Regions from separate parts of the Oryctolagus cuniculus genome. Here region 1 is linked to region 2. Evidence: chromatin contacts called from public Micro-C data. All regions are on one chromosome and are shown on one strand. The core of a region is the stretch at or near the end of the contact, and the rest is flanking DNA. Distances in the headings are between cores, read along the strand shown.

What was found. A called contact is a pair of places that touch in the nucleus more often than the background predicts.
Region 1: a Micro-C map of ear pinna shows a contact between it and region 2, with 10 times the contacts expected there. The contact joins the enhancer-like site here to the promoter of SH3BP5 in region 2. A contact is called at or near these places in 2 of 6 Hi-C or Micro-C datasets (ear pinna and an unstated tissue).

What each region holds. Positions count from the first base shown.
Region 1 is chr4:151,026,591-151,029,290 of mOryCun1.1, reverse strand. No RefSeq gene overlaps it. Among named protein-coding and RNA genes, the nearest start is that of EAF1, 27 kb to the left of the region's middle. Within about 2 kb of position 1,375, at least 1 of the 8 cell types and tissues checked has an H3K27ac peak or open chromatin away from gene starts, as enhancers often do.
Region 2 is chr4:150,978,786-150,981,485 of mOryCun1.1, reverse strand. SH3BP5 (SH3 domain binding protein 5) reads left to right here and starts at 1,263. Exons shown (of 9, transcript XM_008266026.4): 1 at 1,263-1,393.

The DNA.
Region 1 (2,700 bases), core at 126-2,625, 48 kb before region 2:
CAGGTTTGATGTGAACTGAGGAACCAGGCGGTTAAGTGCCCCTCCCTGAGAAGTGCAGCTGTTGGCGGCTGCTGCAAGGCCAGACCATTGCCCAAGAGAGACAGGTAGGTGGGATTGGCTGGGAGAGAAGGCCAGGGGCCGACCAGGGGGTGGGGGGCACCTGTGAACCAAGCCAACGGTTTCCTCCAAAGACAGCTTGGAATGGCTGCCACCCATGGCCCAAGGTCTGGCCAGCAAAGAGGCTGCACAAGTTTTCCCTTGGAATATCCCGAGCTGCTTTTGTGGTGTGTCTGCCTCTGACGCTGAGCAAGGCAACCTCTCAGTGACCCCGCTTGAAGATGCTTTGATTGCGAAATACACTTGTTAAATGAAGAAGGTTACTGAGTCCTTCAGAGGCTTGGCGTGTGAGCCAGTGGATCGGTTTAGGAAACTCAGGCTTTCCTTAAAAAGGCTAAGCATAAAAAACAAACAAAAAACATGGCTTCAGTCCCACTACCCTAGGGCCCTTGTGTCCATTTCCCAGGTACACGTCCACTAATGCACCCCAAAATAAGAGCAGAGGAGGGGGCAAGTGTTGTGGCACAGCAGCGTAAGCTACCTCTGTGTCCTTATTGGAGAGCTTGTGCGAGTCCCAGCTATTCCGCTTCTGATCTAGCTCCCTGCTAATGAGCCTGGGAGGCAACAGAAGATGGCCCAAGTACTCGAGTTCCTGCTACTCCTGCAGGAGACCAGGATGAAGTTCTTGGGTTATGATTTCAGCCTGGCCCAGCCCCGGCTCTTGGCAGCTATTTGGGGAGTGAACCAGCAGATAGAAGGCATCTCTCTTTCTCTCTCTCTCTTTCTCTCTCTCTCTCCCTCCCCCCTTTCTTCTCTATCACTCTGCCTTTTAAATAAAGAAATCTATTTAAAAAAAAGGGGGTGGGGAGAGTCTATTCCCCCATAGTTTGTATGCCTGGGGACCAGGAAAGCAAATCTCTGGTTGGTTTAGTAGCAAAGCTCTGATGCTAATAGCTTTGGTGGAATTCTGTGGAGTGCGGAGTCAGCCGGCATTGCCTTGTCTTCCCAGAAAACAACCCTCAGAAAAGGCGTGAGCACTGATTAGCAGCACTATGAGCCCGGTGGAAGTATATGTATGCACGTTTATGTAGATGTCATATGCTATATAATATATATATACTTTGAGTTTTTGTTGCGTACAAAGATTGTATAGGTGATGTAGTAATAAATACACATTTCTGCACACACTCCATACGATAGCACTAATGAGACTTGGAGTGGCAATGTCTGGATTCAAGTCCATACGAGTCACCACTCCTCCGAGACCGAGACTCCAGTCCTTGTAGCTGGGGCTGCTGCCGGGATGAAACAGCATCACTCACTGGGAGAACTTCGTTTTCAGTGTCAGTCGGGTGCTAGTAATTTCTATTATTTTGTTTTCCTCAAGTATACGATCTTGTGATTGTCATTCTCTAACAGAGCGGAAACAACTCACAAGCTGTCATTCGTCCTGGCGGGGGCCTGGGGCTTGAACTCACCTCCACAAGGGGGCGCTAGAGGCCAAATATTCCCATTGGCCTTCCATTAAATGACAACTTTTTTGTCATTGAAGAGGGAGGAAAATACTGCTACAAATGTGTTTTGTAGGTCAACTTTGGCTCGTAAGATCCATTTTTGCTCCCTTGGATAAGCAAGCGAGGGTGGTTTGCACCCAGCATTTCACCTTACTTTCCCTACGCAGGCGGCCTGTGTGCGCTCAATGGCAGGCAGCATTCTGAGCAGCCTCTGAGTGGGAAGGTGACTGCGAGGCGCCAGGCACGTCAGGGAATAGAAATGAGTATGTCCGGGACGCCAGCAAGGACGTTGTTGCCCTGTGGATAGATAACATCTGCTGGCCTCTCGCTTATTCCGAAATGGTTCTGAGGACTCGTTTTGACTGTCGTTCGGGACTCAGAGCCACAGAGGGGGCTGCAGCATGGCTACTTGTCTGCCGCCCCGTTGTCCTGAGCTGTCTTTGCTAGCATTTGGGTCCTATTTCATGGCCGCCTACCAGGGAAGAGAAATGTGAAGTCAATCTAGTGAACCCGGAAGGTGTTCCGTGGAATCGTATTTTCTGTTGGGAAGTATTTCCGGTAAATTTAAATAAGGTTCAGCTCCCGAAGCCAGCTGTCTCTTCTCTTCTCCTTTATGTGTTTCTCAAGTGTGTGACGTTTCATCAAATAGCGTTCGGGTGGGCCGGGGGCAGCCGAGGACACCTGGAGACCAGGGTTGGGAGGGGGACAGTGAGGGCGCAGTGCAGAGGTGGGGCCGTCCCCCCAGCACTTCCCGGAGAGGAGGCCACACACACACACTCAGGACAACAGAGCAAGGAGAAAGAGGAAGAGAGGGGCCACCAGACTTGCGGGGGCCGCTGTCACCAGCGTGTGGAAAGAATCTTCCACGCCTACACAGTGGAGGTCCCACGTGCTGTGGTCTGGGGCGCGGCCGGGGAAGTGGAGACCCGCCCTAGCTCCTCTAAAATACCTTGCAAAGCTCATCCAGATCTGTAAGAGAAATACCACGAATGGCAAACATGAAACCATTCCACGGGACATACAACTGCTAACAAAAATGTCAATTCTAATAAGAAATAAATTATTATATTAAATAAAATGATTATAAATGAAGGTGAGACTCCCTTTTATGCCTATCAGACTAAGAGAG
Region 2 (2,700 bases), core at 14-2,513:
CTCAGTGGCCCCCAAAGCCAGGAGCTAGGAGCTTTCTGCAGGTCCCCAGTGTGCAGGGGACCAAGGACTTGGCCCACCTTCCACTGCTTTCCCAGGCCACAGCAGAGAGCTGGGTCCGAAGTGGAGCAGCTGGGACTTGAACGAGTGCCCATATGGGATGGGGGCGCTGCAGGTGGTGGCTTTACCCACTATGTCACAGTGCTGGCCCCTTGAGCATTGTTTTAAGCCACTGTATTTGTGGTACATTGCCACACAACAATAGAAAATGACTATGGTATGTGTTGTTTTGACTTTAAAATTTTAATAATACTAATGTGCAAAACGGAAGCATTTCTGGGCAGCTGAGTACCCTTTGCCTCAAAGCCCCAGCAGCCAATCCCGGGCCCCTCCCTGCCCCTTTTCCCTGGGCCAGGGTTGGTAGCCAGTCTTTCTTGGGTATGACTCCTCCTGGAGTTTTTCCTTTTATTTATAAGCATGCATAGGTACCAAGGGAAAACGTACGGCACTGTTTGTGCTTTATTTTCCTTCTTTGAACGTTAGAAACACCATTGGGATTAACACTAGACCTGGCACAGGTCTCCGAAAAAGACATGCAAGTCTGAAGCTCCAGCTCCCACCTCCCTGGAGGCCATCTGGAGCCAAGCTCCCCACCCCTCGGCTTAGGGTGGAGCCGGTTGTGTAGAATGGTGGGAAGGCTGGGGTCCCACCTCCCGAGAGAGAGCAGTTACTGTCAGGGCAGACTTGGCATTTCTGCTTTTCAACCTCTGCCCCTCAGGTATTCAGAAACAGGATGAACTTGCTCAGTAGCTGCTGGGTCCGTGTCTCTGGGTGACGCTCGCTGGCCATCTTGTCCCTGCCTCCTCCTATTACTGGAAAACCCAAACCAAAGCAATTATGTCTTTCGAGTTCGGAAACAACTCTCAAGAACTGCTGACTCACCCTAGCCTTAAAGACGGAACAGGTGGAACCTTTTTTGAAACACTCCCATGACACACACCTGCACCACCTCCAGGGGCCAGGACCCAGCTTTTAGAGCGCCCCACGCGGCCAGCAGGTGCAGGGTGGCTTCCTGTCCAATGAAGAGTCCCCTAGCTTAGCATCTGAGGGCACCCATCCCAAGCAGATTTCCCAAAGGTGGCTTTGACCACAGGCTTCCAGAAGGACACTGGTGTCTCCGGGAGGCTTGTCCTCACCCACCCCCGCCCCCTTCTGATCTCACCTGCCCCACATCACAGTGGCCCTCTTGTGATGGTCCCCACGGCGGGCGGGGGGTGTGCAGGAAACCTCCCCAGCTCACAGAGCCAAGGCCAGAGGGGGCCCCCCAGCTTTGAAAAGGCTAAACCAGGGCCCTGCATCCAGCGGGCTAGATTCTCCGTGCTCGCTGGCTATCCAGGTAGGAGCACACACCCAGGAAAGCCTGCGGCTGGGAGCGGGGTCTTAGGACAAGGAATCCCCATGAGGCGCTGCCGCGCGCTCCTCTTCTTGCCCCGTGCGTGCAAGAACGGCCCCTTGACTTCCCTTTTCCGGGAAATCTTCCGGTGGCTGCAGCCACCAGGCTCCCCGTGCTCTGGGTCCAGGGGCCTGAGCAAGGGAAGGAAGCGGCCCAGGTTTTCGTCCAGCGTCTGTGACGGGCCCGGGACTGTGGCACCGGCCGAGCGCGGGCGGCGGGCGGGGCGGAGCTGCGCTGCGCTTCCCGCAGCCGCAGGAAGGGGGCGGCCGCGTCTCCTCCGCGTCGGCGGCTGCCAGGCTCCGGGGCGGGGAGCGGCTTGGGCGAGCCTGCGCCGCCGCGACCCCTGCTGCGCTCAAGCGCCCGCCGCGCGTGGGCGTCCCGGGCGCTGCTCGCATGGACGCGGCGGCGAAGCGGAGCCGCTCCGAGGAGCCGGCCGAGTCCCTGCCGCCCGCTCGGGACGTGGAGGAGGTGGCGGAGGAGGGGATGGAGCAGGGCCTGGAAGAGGAGGAGGAGGTGGACCCCCGGATCCAGGTAGGGCGCACGGCGCGCGCGCCTCGCCAGCCGGTTGCGCCAGAGCTGCCGCCGAGGCGGTGCACACGCTTGTCCCGCGCTCGGCCGCTGGCGCGCTGCCCCGGGGCGAGAGGGTCGGACGGGGAGCCTTTTAAAAAATTATTATTATTATTAACCACCCCCGTCTGGAGGCTCCTGTGCCCGCGTGGATGCGGCCTGACTGCAGGCGGGGGTCCTCCCGCAGAGCCGGGGTACCTGGGGGCGGTGGGGCGGGCGAATTACAACAAAGGGAAAAGGGGGCGGGGGCGCCAGGCGGGTATCGGGGTCCCCCCAAGCCTGGTTCACGGCGCCACGGGCACTGCGTAGCCGCTGGCCCGCAGCGCCCGCGCCGAGGGTGGCCGGGGCGGGTGGGCGTCGTCCTCTCCCGCAGCGTGGGCGGGCGCCCGGGCCGGGTTCGAGCTGTCACCTGGCCGAGGTGCCCGGCCAGAGTCCTCTCTCAGCCCGGTGGATTCATTGTCCGCAGCCTGAGAGGTGTATTGTCCCCCTGGCGTAGCGTCCCGCTAGACCTGCAGCGGGTTAAAACCCTGCTTTTCCCCGTGGAGAGGGAGCTGAGATGGGGACAGCCGAGGCGCGGAGCCGCGGTGGAGGCGGCGGGCGGAATGGCCCTGCTTCCTGCGTCTCCATTTCCAGGAGTGATGATTAAAAAACGATTTCCAAGCCGACATGTAGGAGTGACAGCT